2 separate regions of the Sus scrofa genome follow, and region 1 is linked to region 2. Evidence: chromatin contacts called from public Hi-C data. All regions are on one chromosome and are shown on one strand. Each heading gives the region's core, a stretch centred on a gene start, on an enhancer-like site or on the middle of the called end of the contact. The rest is flanking DNA. Distances are from core to core; before and after follow the strand shown.

Region 1 (6,334 bases), core at 1,644-4,143, 160 kb after region 2:
GAGAGCTGTATTTTCTCTGGCATCGCTCCTGCTTCTCCACACTCAGTAGAAACTGGAGGGGGAGTGCCCATCGTGGCACAGCAGAAACAAATCCGACTAGTATCCATGAGGACAAGGGTTCAATCCTTGGCCTCACTCAGTGGAGGAGGAGAGAGGAGGGGGCCAGCTGTTTAACCCCTCTGAGTGCACCGCCTGCTGGGCACATAGGTTCAGCTCCTCACAAGAAAGGTAGGGTAGGTACCCCTGTACCTTAAGAAAGAGGCTTACAGAGAGGCAGAAAGATAACAGGACCCAACAACTCATAAGGAACAAAGCCAACGACCAAACCCGGGTCCACCTGGGGCCACAGCCTCTGACGCTGAAAGCAGGTCCTGCTTCATTGGCCTCAGTGTGGCTGCTTCAGTGCCACTGTTTTTGCAGAAGGATTTCTGCATCAGATCAAAAAGTCCCTTTTCTGTCCAAGGCTTTGGAAAATTGTTCCACTTTTATTTTTGCAGCTTCTGCAAGGTGCTATCAACAGGTCCTGACAGCTACCCAGAAGCCTGCATTTCCATCTGCTCCAAACTCATGCTCGAGAGAAGATTCTGGGCCTCCCGGTGACCTGACGTGGTTGAGCTGTGCAGCCTTTCTCCTTGATTCTTATTGCAAGGCATCAGCAAGACTAGCCAGTAATTACCTTCCAAGTAATTGCACAACGTCTGCATGCGTCTTGCAAACCTGGTCTGGAGCCACACGGTACGTGCAGAATGAGAAGTCTTTACACGACGGGATCTGCCACTGCCTGCACGGCTCCCCCCAAGGGGATGATGGGAAGATAACTGGAGGGGCCGCGCCAGAGTTTCGTTTGGTGATCACACAGGGACACAGCTCTGGGTGAGTTAGAGCCTCATGATCTTAAAAGACCTTGACATGTGTGTGTCAAACACTGTTTGTTTGAAATGTTTATTTGTTTATTTATTTCAAATTACAAAATATGACTTGAAATTTAATTATGCATCTGTCTATATGTTACATATCCAATGCAGAATTTTTTATCTGGATAGGATTATATGTTCCTAAGTACATTATCTTTTTTATTAGTTAATGAATTTTTTTTTCTTTTTTTTTTCTTTTTTTTTTGCTATTTCTTTGGGCCGCTCCCGTGGCATATGGAGGTTCCCAGGCTAGGGGTCAAATCAGAGCTGTAGCCACTGGCCTACGCCAGAGCCACAGCAACGCGGGATCCGAGCCGCGTCTGCAACCTACACCACAGCTCACGGCAACACCGGATCATTAACCCACTGAGCAAGAGGGCAGGGACCGAACCCGAAACCTCATGGTTCCTAGTCGGATTCGTTAACCACTGCGCCGCGACGGGAACTCCTAGTTAATGAATTTTATTACATTTGTAGGTGTCCAACAATCATCACAATCAAACGTTACAGCATGTCCATTCCAAACCCTCAGTACATGCCCCCACACCCCAACCTGTCTCCTTCGGGAACCATAAGTTTTTCAAAGTCTGTGAGTCAGTATCTGTTCTGCAAAGAAGTTCAGTGTCCTTTTTTTAGATTCCACATGTAAGTGACAGCATTTGATGTTGGTGTCTCATTGTCTGACTGACTTCACTTAGCATGATAATTTCTAGGTCCATCTATGTGCTAAAAATGCCGTTATTTCTTTCCTTTTAATGGTTGAGTAATATTCCATTGTGTATATGTACCACATCTTCTTGATCCACTCCTCTGTTAACGGACATTTAGGTTGTTTCCATGACTTGGCTATGTTTGAAATGTTTAGAATCCGTCTACAGAGAGGGTGCCAGATGTCACTGGGTTTCTAGAGAAGAATGTGGACGTGAACCATGACTGGGTACAACTAAAAGTCCCTGACAAAGGGAAGGAGGGCAGGGCGGGGGAGGCACTGCTGGCGCCATGTCTGTGGTGCTTTACAAAGCCTTGGCACTGCTGGAATTTTTAAACCTGAGGCACACACCCTTGTGACTTTTTTTTCTTTTAATGGCCGTGACTGCGGCTGATGGAAGTTCCCAGGCTAGTGGTGGAACTAGACCTGAAGCTGAGGCCTACACCACAGCCACACCAGATCTGAGCCCCATCTGTGACCTGTGCTGCAACCTGCAGCAGCACTGGACCTTACACCACTGAGCAAGGCCAGAGACCAAACCTGCATCTTCACAGACACTATGTCAGGTTCTTAGCCCACTGAGCCACCATGGGAACACCCATTGTGACTATTTTAAGTAATATTATTAATGCCAAAAAATAAGTCGTTTCTACCTGGGGAACAGAAGGCAACCTGGGGATCGGACTTCAGGGCGTCCCCTGCGTGAAGTGCCTCGTGTTTCTTGAAGACGGATGCTAGATAAACACCCATTTGGCTTATCTCTTACCCTGTTTCCATGTCACATTGAAGTCACCAACTATGAGCAGCCTGCTGTGGAAAGACACTCAACAGGAGAAGCATTCTGAAGCGGTGAGCTGGAGGCAAGCAGCCCTCAGAGTCCAGCCTGGCAGGAGCCAAGCTCAGCGACCACCTGCATCTCCGTAACCACGTCCCCCACCTCCGCCAGGAACAGAGGCAACGGGTATGCTTATCACACTCTACACTCTCTGGCCTTCGAGGAAGAAGCCACCAGGGTCAATTCCAGCACTAAAGCAAGATGGTGCAGGAGGCCCAGGCTGACCCTTCGCCAAAGGTCAGGCAGCCCCTGGCTCTTCCTGCCTCTCTGTCAGAAAGAAGACTTTTTATGACTTTATTTTAAATCTGTTCTGTAGAAGGCTTTTCCTGGAAGAGGAGATTCTGAGGCAAAGATTGTCAGCAGTCTCGGCAGGAGCTGTCAGAACGTGGTGTTCCAATAACAGTTCTTGGCAGAGCTTGGAGCTCCCTCCTGGGGTTGGAGCTGGCTTGGCGGGAGATGAAGGGGCCTGAGGCCAGGCTGCCTGTGACCCACATCCCGGGCAAGTGCTCTCAGCAGCACGCTTGGACCTTGGTGGGACATCAGAACCACTGCTGGTGCTGGGCGATTTCCCTTTCTCCTACAAATAGGTCCCAAGGAGACCACTGGGACTGTTTGAAATCCACATGTTGTTTCTCCAAGGGTTCTTCCAACCCCAGAAGGATGGACCCTCCCCATGTTCCTAAAGAAGGCTTTTTTCTTTTCTTTTCTTTTCTTTTTTTTGTTTTGTTTTTTTAGGGCCCCACCCTCAGTATATGGAAGTTCCCAGGCTCAGGGTGGAAACTGAGCTGCAGCTACCGGCCTATACCACAGCCGAAGCAATGCCAGACCGGAGACACGTCTGTGACCTACACCACAGCTCACGGCAAGCCAGATTCCCAACCCACTGAATGAGGCCAGGATTGAACCCAAATCCTCAGGGATCCCAGTCGGATTTGTTTCCACTGTGCCACAATGGGAACTCCTTTCTTCTTCTTTTTTTTTTAAGGCTGCATCCACAGCAGATAGAAGTTCTCAGGCTAGGGGTTGAATTGGAGCTGCAGCTGCTGGCCTACACCACAGGCACAGCAAGCTGATCTGAACCCCATCTATGACCTTTGCTGCAGCTTGTGGCAACACTGGACCCTTAGCCCACTGAGCAAGGCCAGAGATTCAACCCTTACAGAGACTACAGAGACTACGCTGGGTTCTTAACCTGCTGAGCCACAACAGGAACTCCCTAAAGTAAGGCTTTTAAAGTACCAGGCGAATGGTAGAAAAACCGAGTCTCTTCCAAATGAACTAAGTGCCTCAAGCAGTTTGTCTTTAGGAGCATCCTTGAAAACTCCCAACCTTTACTTTTTTTTTCTTTTTTGTCTATTTAGGGTGCACCCACATCATATGGAAGTTCCCAGGCTAGGGGTTGAATCAGAGCTACAGCCGCCGACCTACACCACAGCCATAGCAATGGGGGATCTGAGCCAAATCTGTGACCTACACCCCAGCTCACACCCAAGCTGGATCCCTGACCCACTGAGCGAGGCCAGGGATTGAACCCGCATCCTCTTGGATACTAGTTGGATTCATTTCCACTGTGCCACAACGGGAACTTCCTCAACTGTTACTTTCAAAAAAATACTACTAGAATGTTATTTTTCCTTAAGGTTTATAATCATGGGCTTCAAGTTGTTTCTTTTCCTTATAAGACTTTGCTTGCCATGACGAGCAAGCTGACATGAGGTGATCCTCTGGCTCCAGCTGCCTAGATTCACCCAGTTGTGAGGCTCATTAGCAGTGGAATTAATGACTCTTTAAAGAATAAAACTCGTTATTTAGAGACAGTTTCAGGAACCAACGTTAAAGGCCGCTTTATTTCAAAAGGTTGAGTGTTTTCTGGAAAAAAAATGTAAAGAAACAGACATTCATTCATCCATCCATTTATTCAATGAATAGAGTGGGTGCTGCTCTCTGGAATTCTGGGGGCACAGTGATGGGCCACACAGAGAACAATTCCTACTCTCGGGAACATAGTCTAGTGGCCGAAGACTGGCAATGAAGAAGCAAAGATGCAATCGCCTACAGCGTTAGATGGTGACAGAGAAGACGAGTCTGCAAAGGGAGGGGAAGCAGGGGAGCAGGTGGGGCCGCCATCCCAACAGGGTGGCCAGGGAAGGCTTCATGCAAGAGAAGGACGCAGCCTGTGGGACCCCATGTGAGAAACAGCTGGAAAGCAGGGTCACCAGAGCCCGGGGACCGAAAGGAGTGGGGGTGGGGTGATCCGGCTGCAGGGGATGGAGAACTTGTAAGGGCCTGGAGGCTGTTCTCTGAGTGAAGAAGTCAGGGCAGGTGCTCGGGCTCAGAAGGACACAGTCTGTTTCAGCAGTAAAAGCATTGCTCTGGTGATAATGCCATTTGCAGCAACGTGGATGGACCTGGCGATGATTAGACTAATCAGACCCAGAAAGACAAATATGATATCACTGATATGTGGCATCTAAAAAAAAAAAAATGATAGAAACGAACTGATTTACAAAAGAGAAATAGACTCACAGACAAAGCCAACTTATGCTCACCACAGGGGAAGGGGGAGGAATAAATTAGGAGCATAGGGTTAACATACACACTGCCATATGCAAAACGGGTAAACAACAAGGACCTACTCTATACACAGAAAACGGCACTCAGCTACATGACAACTATCTTGTAATAAGCTGTAAGGGAAAAGAATCTGATAAAGAATAGGGGAATTGCCACAGTGGCGCATCGGGTTAAGGATCCAGCTTTGCGACAGCTGTGGTGCAGGTTGCAGCTGTGGCTTGGATTCGATCCCTAGCCAGGGAACTCCCATATGCTGAGGGTTCAGCTGAAAAAAGGGGGGAAAAAAAGGAGTAGAAGGAATAGATATATATGTGGACAACTAAATCACTTTGCTATACACATGAAACTAGCACAACACTGTAAATCAACTACACTCTAATACAAAATAAATGAAATGAAATAACAAGTTTGCTCTAGCTACTTTTGTTTTTTCTTTTGAGCAGAGCCTGGGGTGGGGGTGTGACCATCCAGTGCTGGAAGGTGAGCTAAGAGGTTATTGCCATAATCCAGCAGCCTGAACGCTGCTGGTGATGAGCCCGGCAGGTAAAGCCTGGATGGATTCTGAAGATAGGATTTGCTGACAGATCTCTGGTGTGGATTTCCTCCTCTTATAGGGACGCCAGCTCTGTGGGATCAGGGCTCCACCTTTACGACCTCATTTAACCCTAATTCTCCTTAAGCCCTTTCTCTAATACAGTTGCAAGGGGCTTGGGGCTCCAACATATAAATGTGGGGACACAATTCAACCCAAAGCAGCAACGGGAAGCATAAAGTTGTCATTTACTGAAATAAGTCATGGGAGTAGCAAGTTTGGGGGGAAAGTGCGGGGTCGGAGGCTTAATTCGGAGATTATGCCTTTTCTATTTTTAAAATGTTAACATGTCCTTTGTTTTGTGAATGAAGGTAAGTCTAAATAGTAAGGGTTTTTTTTGTTTTGTTTTGTTTTTCCCCCTCTTTAATAGCCTTCCTGGACAAAGTAAACAAAGTTGCTATTCCTATGTCCAAAAAAAAAAAAAAAAAAAAAAAAAGAGTTGGAGGTGAGACACTTGTTCATCTAGGATGTTGGCCATAAACTGGGAATGAAGGTGACAAGTTTGGCCAGAGAGATACCCTTGGGAGACATGGCACTCCTGGTGGCCAGGAGACTGAGGAGGTTACCAGAAGGGACGAGGATCCATGACTGCCCCTGCACCCCCGTGGGGGCTGGCGGTGAGGACGAACAACACCAGAGACTCCAAAGCAGCAGCCAGAGACAGAGGGGAAAACCAGGTGGTGTCCCCCAAGCCAACTGAACGCAACCGT
Region 2 (6,705 bases), core at 755-3,254:
AAGAGAAGATGTTAAAGGTCTGTCAGTTTAAAAAATAAAAAATTGGGAACTGTTCTAAGAAACTAAAAAGGCATAACCCAATTCAAGGTATAAGCTTTGACTGCATCCTCATTGAGGTTAAAAAAAAAAAAAAAAATTCCCCATTTTAAAAATCTTGGAAAAGACAAAAAATAAAATATTTTTAAAAATAAAAATCTTGGAGACAGTTGGGGAAAGTTTAATACGGACTCAATGTTAGATGATACTGAAAAACCACTCTTAATTTTCCTAGTCATGCTATTAGTTTTGTAAGAGAATATCCTTATTCTCAGGTGATGTGTGTTAAAGTATTTCGTCTCATGATGTCTGCTGTTTACTTTAAAATACTATATATTGGCATTTCCACTGTGGCTCAATGGGTTAAGAACACAACATAGCATCTGTGAAGATGTGGGTTTGATCCCTGGCCTGACTCAGTGGGTTAAGGATCCAGTGTTGCCACAAGCTGCAGCATAAGTCATGTGGCTTGGATCTGGTGTTGCCATGGCTGTGGTGTAAGGCCGGCAGCTGCAGCTCCAATTCGACTCGTAGTCTGGGAACTTCCATATGCCACAGGTGTGGCCATAAAAAGAAAATAACAATAAAATAAAATACTGTATATTTATAGTATATTACACTATATTAAGTATTATATTATATATACGTATACTTTTTTTAAGCAGAGGGAGATAAACACAGAGAAATGGTTCCGAAGCCACAAGAGGTGGGACCCAAAACCAAGATGGCAGTGGCCTGGGCCAAACCCCCAGATCGGCAGTAGCAGGATGATAACACCCCCTAAGGCAGGAGGAGGCACAGAGCCCAGGGTGGAGGCTGTGGCAGCAGCTGGTCCCTGGAGGCCTTCAGGGCAGGAGCTGGAATCTGGAAAGAGACGTTGACATGGCAGAGACACAGCTCACAGCAGACAGGAGGAGACAGCCACTGCAGGGCTATTCTGCCATGGGCCTCCCATCTCCCACTAAGTCCCACTGGCCAAATCCAACCAGAGGTCAGCTGACACAGCTGTCCTTGGAGTTGTTCATAACAAATTGGGGGAAAGATTGGCTGTAAACAACCTTAACGACCCAGGGTTCATGAGAGGAAGGAAGCCAGCATTTTCACATGCTGCTCCTGAGTTCTAAATTGTCCCACATGTTTTGATTGGGGGGAGGGGTTGGTGGGGTGAGTACCCTGTGTACCACGCATCAAAATGCTTAAAACGGAACATACCCATTAACCCAGGAACTTAGAGTGTTTGTCTACGTGGTCAGCGCGTACACATTAAATCAGAGGCTTTAATAAACAATAATACAGCAGAGGGAGCTCCTGTTGTGGCTCAGTGGGTTATGAACCTGACTAGTACCAAGGAAGATAGGGCTTGGATCCTGGCCTCACTCAGCAGGTTAAGGATCCGGCATTGCCATGAGCTGTGGAGCAGGTTGCAGACGCGGCTCGGATCAGGTGTTGCTGTGGCTGTGGTGTAGGCCCGCAGCGATAGCTCTGATTCGACCCCTAGCCTGGGAACATCCACAGGCCACAGGTGAGGCCCTAAAGAGGGAAAAAAAAAAAAAAAAGCCTCTGCATAGAATACCATGGAAGGTATGTTATCTCACCTTGACCCTGACGACAGTGGACCCTGTAGGCACAGGCACAAGTCCAGCACTGGTGCTCACAAGAGGCAGTGCTTGTCTATACCTTCGGATTCTCCCTAATAAACACATACGTAGAGTGCATTCACCTTAAACAACCAGTGAGCACAGCCCGTGCCTTCCCTCTTCTCGTGTTCTCAGTAATGGACTTGCCATTTATCGTGCCTCAATCCTGTCCACATCCTGCAGCCACATCCATCTTCACCAAATGCCTGCTTGACGGAGTCCTCGTCCTGTGATGAGTCATTTCCAATGACTCACTACATTCTGAAGGTTAAAACCCAACATCCTTGGCCAAGGACTCAACACTCTCTCCACGCCTGTTTTTCCAGGCTCCGCACAGACCCCATCACCGGCCCTCAGTTCTCCGCAGAAGGCCTGCCGTGGCCTCGCCACACCCAGGTCTCGCTTGTCCGCTCGCTTTGAAACCGCAGCACCAGAGCCGGGCCTGGGCCAGAGCAGGTGCCCGGGAAACACTGGTTCAGTCCGCTCCACACGCCGGAACCCCCACAGCTCCAACACCCAAGCCGCCAACTCCTTTCCCACCCGCGATCACAGCCGTCCCGTGAAATGGACTCTAAGCCCTGGGCGTTCACCTAGGCCACATGTTTGTCACCAAAGGGCCTACTTCCCTGTACACGTGTGGCGTTTCACCGACCTCTAGATCCATTTCCCAAAGGCAGGGACCTTCTACTTTTTTTAGCATCGAACAATGAACAGAGCACCATGATGTCATATAAATAAGGCTTAAAATGCGCATAAATAAATATAGTAATAACCCTATTGGGAAAAGGAAAAAAAAAACTTAAGACTTTCTCAGAAACTATAATCAACAAACACAGGCTTGTGCTGTCCTAACAGCCAAAAGGAACACAGGGGACTGGGTGTCTTGTCAGGATCAATGCCCGCTTCCCCCTTTGTCCCCTGACTCCCAGAGCTGGCGCAACAAACACCGCGTGACTATACCCACTGATGCCCGCAGACAGGCATCAGCTACTCTTCCCTTCCCGGGTCAGAGAACCCAGTTTCCAGTAGAAACACCTTCCTTCTCACCCACAGAGCTGAGTCCCCCGCCCCCCAGGCCTGCAACACCGGGCGATGTGAGTTTACGCCTGGATAAACTGCCTACGACCCAAAAAAAGGTGGGTCAGCCTATGGCTCACCTTGGCCAACCACATTCTCTTCTCCGCAGCGCTGGTGAGGGCAGGACCAAAGGGTGGGGTGGGGGGGCGCGGAGACACTGGAGCAGGAAACGTGAGGCATGAACCCGGGTCCCTACGAGCAATAGGGACCTGCGGGAGCCTCTCTCCTCACGGTACCGGATTGGGAAGGAGGAGCCTGGCTGGGGCCTGCCCTTCCCTCCCCCAGCTCTCCTGGTTCAAGTAACTGCTTTCAGCTCCACGTGCAGATGGGAAGCCCAGGTGGCAGGAATCCTAACTTGTCTGAGAAGATCACACGTGCAGTGTCAGCTGAAGAGGAAGGGCGCTCCAGCTCAGATGTCACTCCAATGTCTAAACTCAAGGCATGCGCTCTCTGGCACACCGCCTCTCGCACGAGGATCAAGCAGATTTGTCAGGGGAACAAATGTGGAAGGAAAAATTCATCAAGAGAGAGTCACTGCTGTTTTCCCTTCTTTTTGTCCTTCCTTCCTTCCGGCTTAGGATGGAAGAAAAGGATAATGAAAAATATATCACCCACCAGTCAATAAACTGGACAAACGTCAGCATGAGGACGGCACACCAGGCCCCCTGTACAGATGCACAGACGGCGGAAGAGGCATTCCAGTCAGGCTCCCAGCCGCGCTGGGTTCAAAGCTGCTGAGAAAACCACCCACAACCCTTAAAAATCCAGCCTCGTTCCCCTCAGGGCAGAGACCCACCCTGTGGCCTCCTCTGCGCTCAGCGTGTGCGCAGCTCAGACAAAAACGGAGATCTTTCAAAGTGAACTAAAACGCTGAACGTCTTTCTAGGCTTGATAAAGAAAGACCCAACCTAAGAGATCCTGAAGGCTGTCACCCAGCCACACAAAAGGAAAACCTCCCTCTCCCACTTACCCTCCACAGCGAGCGGGTGAGAGAGGCTGACTCAGACCAAAAGGAATTTCTCTGACCTGGAAGGAAAGCCTCCCTGAAACATGATAAACTCTGAACAGCTCAGAATCCTAAAGCAAACCAACAAAATGTGACCCCAGAGCCGCTCTCCACGCCCCCTCCTATTTCTTCATCCACAAACCACCTCCCAGTTTCTCTTAAAGAAATTATCGCAAATGACTTAAAAATCCACCCTTAATTGCTTACACCGGGCCATAGCCAACAGTCCCCAGGTGAGAAGAAATACTCCTGAACTAAGAGGGAAGAAAGAGGGCGCCACGAGGAAAGGGCGACTTTGGACAGAGAACCCGCACCCACCTTGGGTCTCCTCTTGTGAAACCTGGGCAAACGGCCGTCCAGCCGCATCCTGCGGACTCTGCACCGAAACCCAGCACAGCCCAAGCTGCGCGGGGTCCAGCTGGGAGCTCCACAGCACCGCCACATCGCAGGGCTGGCCCACGGCACGGACACCGCACAGCAGTGCTCGGAAGGCGGCTCAGACCATGGGCACGCGGGAGGGCGGAGGGCCGGTCCCAGGGACTCTCGGGACTGCTGATGCCAGAGGTGGGGCTCCTGCCTCCTCCCAGATATGATGGTATCTTCAAAAGATGTGCGGGACACGAGCATCCTCCGGAGGCTGATGACCGTGGACAGCGCTGCAGGCGGGGAACCCGGGTCAGCTTTTAGGAAGATTTTCCGGAGGGAAGGGAGCGACAGAGGGCACGCGGGCATCACGTATCCCAAGATCCGGCCAGTCGGTCCACGGGATCTCCTCACCGCTCACACTTGCGATGGCTCATTCGCACCTGCCTGGACAGCCACCCCCACCTCTTCGCCTGTGGCAAGCGTGCCCACATGCCAGAGGCCCACATTCTAACAGCGGCCTCTTCACGTCAGTCTTCAGTCCCACTTATCCTGTGCCCTCTCTCTCCACAGCACCCACGACAGTGGCTTGAAGATGTGTGTGTTTTACAAGCATCCCCAGATGAGCCTGTGGACCTGATTCATGCATTCACACAGTTTTTGGGCATCTCCCCTATGGCAGGTCCGGAACAGATACAGGTCACAGCAGTAAACGGGCCTGGGGCCCCAGAGTCTCTCTCTTAGACACAGCCTCACACCCCCGAAGTCATCAACACATATAACTGGTTATCTCCAACCAAAGATCAATTTGTATTCCGTTACCAGCTCCTATTTGTTTCCACATGTGTTGGCACTTAGATGTTTCCTGAATATCCCTTACGTGATTCATAAGCCTACCTGGGGACATCTGGTCAATTTCAAATTTGAAGTGGGGGAAATTTAAAGGAAAGGCACCAAAATACCTTATGAAATATGTAAAGGAGCTTATATAGGCTAATGTCATATAATCTCTTAAATACATGGTTAGTTCAGAGCTCTTGCGAAGTTTTCCCTTATAAGGTGTTTGAAATATAGGTAACTGTGGCTTCAATTTATTGCTTCTAAGAAACCGTAATACACAGCATCTCAGTGAGGAAAAAAAAACAAACCAAACACGAAGCAGCACGATCAAAGCACTAAAACAGAAAACACAGCAAGCATAAACCCGACCAGCCTATTCTGCAGCATACTTCAAAGCCAGGTTTCCGATAAAAATCCTACATGGAAGCAAAGAAGCAAATTAGCTGTACAGGAACCCAGGCAAAACCTAATTACACAACTAGTAATTAAAGTGTGAAATGAACGACCTCAAACAATAATAAAACATGTAGCTCTACACTTATCAGACGGGGGGGGGGGGGGACGGGGGGGACAAGACAGAAGCAAAGCTGGTTTGTGAAGCTCTGAAGATGCACCGATACAGGGCGGACGGGACAAGAACCAGGGCTTCATGACAGAGGCACCCAGTGGGCAACGGAAGGCCCCACTAGCCGAGCAGCCTGCCACAGCACAAATCCTTCCCTCTCTGCAGATCCCCGAGGCCTCATCTGCAGCAGTGATGGGGGTGGTTATCTCTGAGGTTCACGTGTTGTTCAACCAGTCACGAAAATTCAACACACTCCAGGCAGCTCTCCTTTTCAAAGTGGAAAGGAGATAATTAAGCATTTCCACAAGCACCACAATCTGATCTCAAATCAATCTCCAAAGCAACTTGTAATACAAAATTAAAACTACCAAACAGCGGGAGTTCCCTTGTGGCTCGGCAGAAATGAATAGGACTAGGATCCATGAGGAGGCAGGTTCGATTCTGCTTAGTGGGTTAAGGATCTGGCGATGTCTCATGAGCTCTGGTGTAGGTGGCAGATGCGGCTTGGATCTGGCGTGGCTGTGGCTGTGACTGCAGTTCCAGCTCAGATTCAATCCCTAGCCTGAGAACTTCCACATGCAGCGCCTGCGGCCTCAAAAAAAAAAAAAAAAAAAAAAAACCTAACCTCGCCTACAACCTTCTCTGTTGCACATCTGTTCACAAACACGTGTCTCGGCTGTGGCAGAGTTCCAAGCTCTGTCCATCCCACCCACTCTTCCAAACCCAGGGAACATCCTGGCAGCGAGAGAAGTGTAACTCTGTGCCCTCCGAAATGTGAAGAGCAGGAAGCCGGGCCCCAGGCTCATGCAGAACGCTGGACCATTCCTGCCATCAGAAGAGTCAAGGATACAGAGAACATCCAATTGGAGGCTCCTAATAGCTGAAAACATGCTGTTACACAGTCTCACAGCTGCAGATAAGAGGACGGCGTGTTACCCACTGCCAACAACTAAGCACTTAACACTCAGTCTGAAGCAGTATGTGTGTTTTAGGGTAAAAGGGGTACAGCCAGGTCTATGTACGGCCCCTCCAAGACTTTTTTTTTTTCTTTTTTTGGCTGCAGTCTGGGCAGCAGAGGGACCCCAAGGATGAAAGGGCATATTATTTTTTGGCCACACCCTCAGCATGTGATCGAACCCTCACCACAGCAGTGACAACACTGGATCCTTAACCCATGGCAC

The links. Hi-C and Micro-C count contacts between places; a contact is called where the count stands out from the background.
Region 1: a contact with region 2 is called in a Hi-C map of retroperitoneal adipose tissue, with 1.9 times the contacts expected there. The contact joins two enhancer-like sites. A contact is called at or near these places in 1 of 5 promoter capture datasets (liver), 7 of 47 Hi-C or Micro-C datasets (embryonic fibroblasts, heart right ventricle, retroperitoneal adipose tissue and 2 more) and 1 of 2 datasets of contacts at active chromatin or transcription factors (skeletal muscle).

What each region holds. Positions count from the first base shown.
Region 1 is chr10:57,657,003-57,663,336 of Sscrofa11.1, forward strand. LOC106505191 (a long non-coding RNA gene) reads left to right here. Exons shown (of 4, transcript XR_001299355.2): 3 at 498-873; 4 at 5,995-6,334. Among named protein-coding and RNA genes, the nearest start is that of PARD3, 60 kb to the left of the region's middle. Within about 2 kb of position 2,894, at least 11 of the 83 cell types and tissues checked have an H3K27ac peak or open chromatin away from gene starts, as enhancers often do. A contact at or near this core is called in retroperitoneal adipose tissue, where this site is marked.
Region 2 is chr10:57,493,082-57,499,786 of Sscrofa11.1, forward strand. The region is part of intron 1 of PARD3 (partitioning defective 3 homolog); the gene reads right to left. Among named protein-coding and RNA genes, the nearest start is that of PARD3, 100 kb to the right of the region's middle. Within about 2 kb of position 2,005, at least 30 of the 83 cell types and tissues checked have an H3K27ac peak or open chromatin away from gene starts, as enhancers often do. A contact at or near this core is called in retroperitoneal adipose tissue, where this site is marked.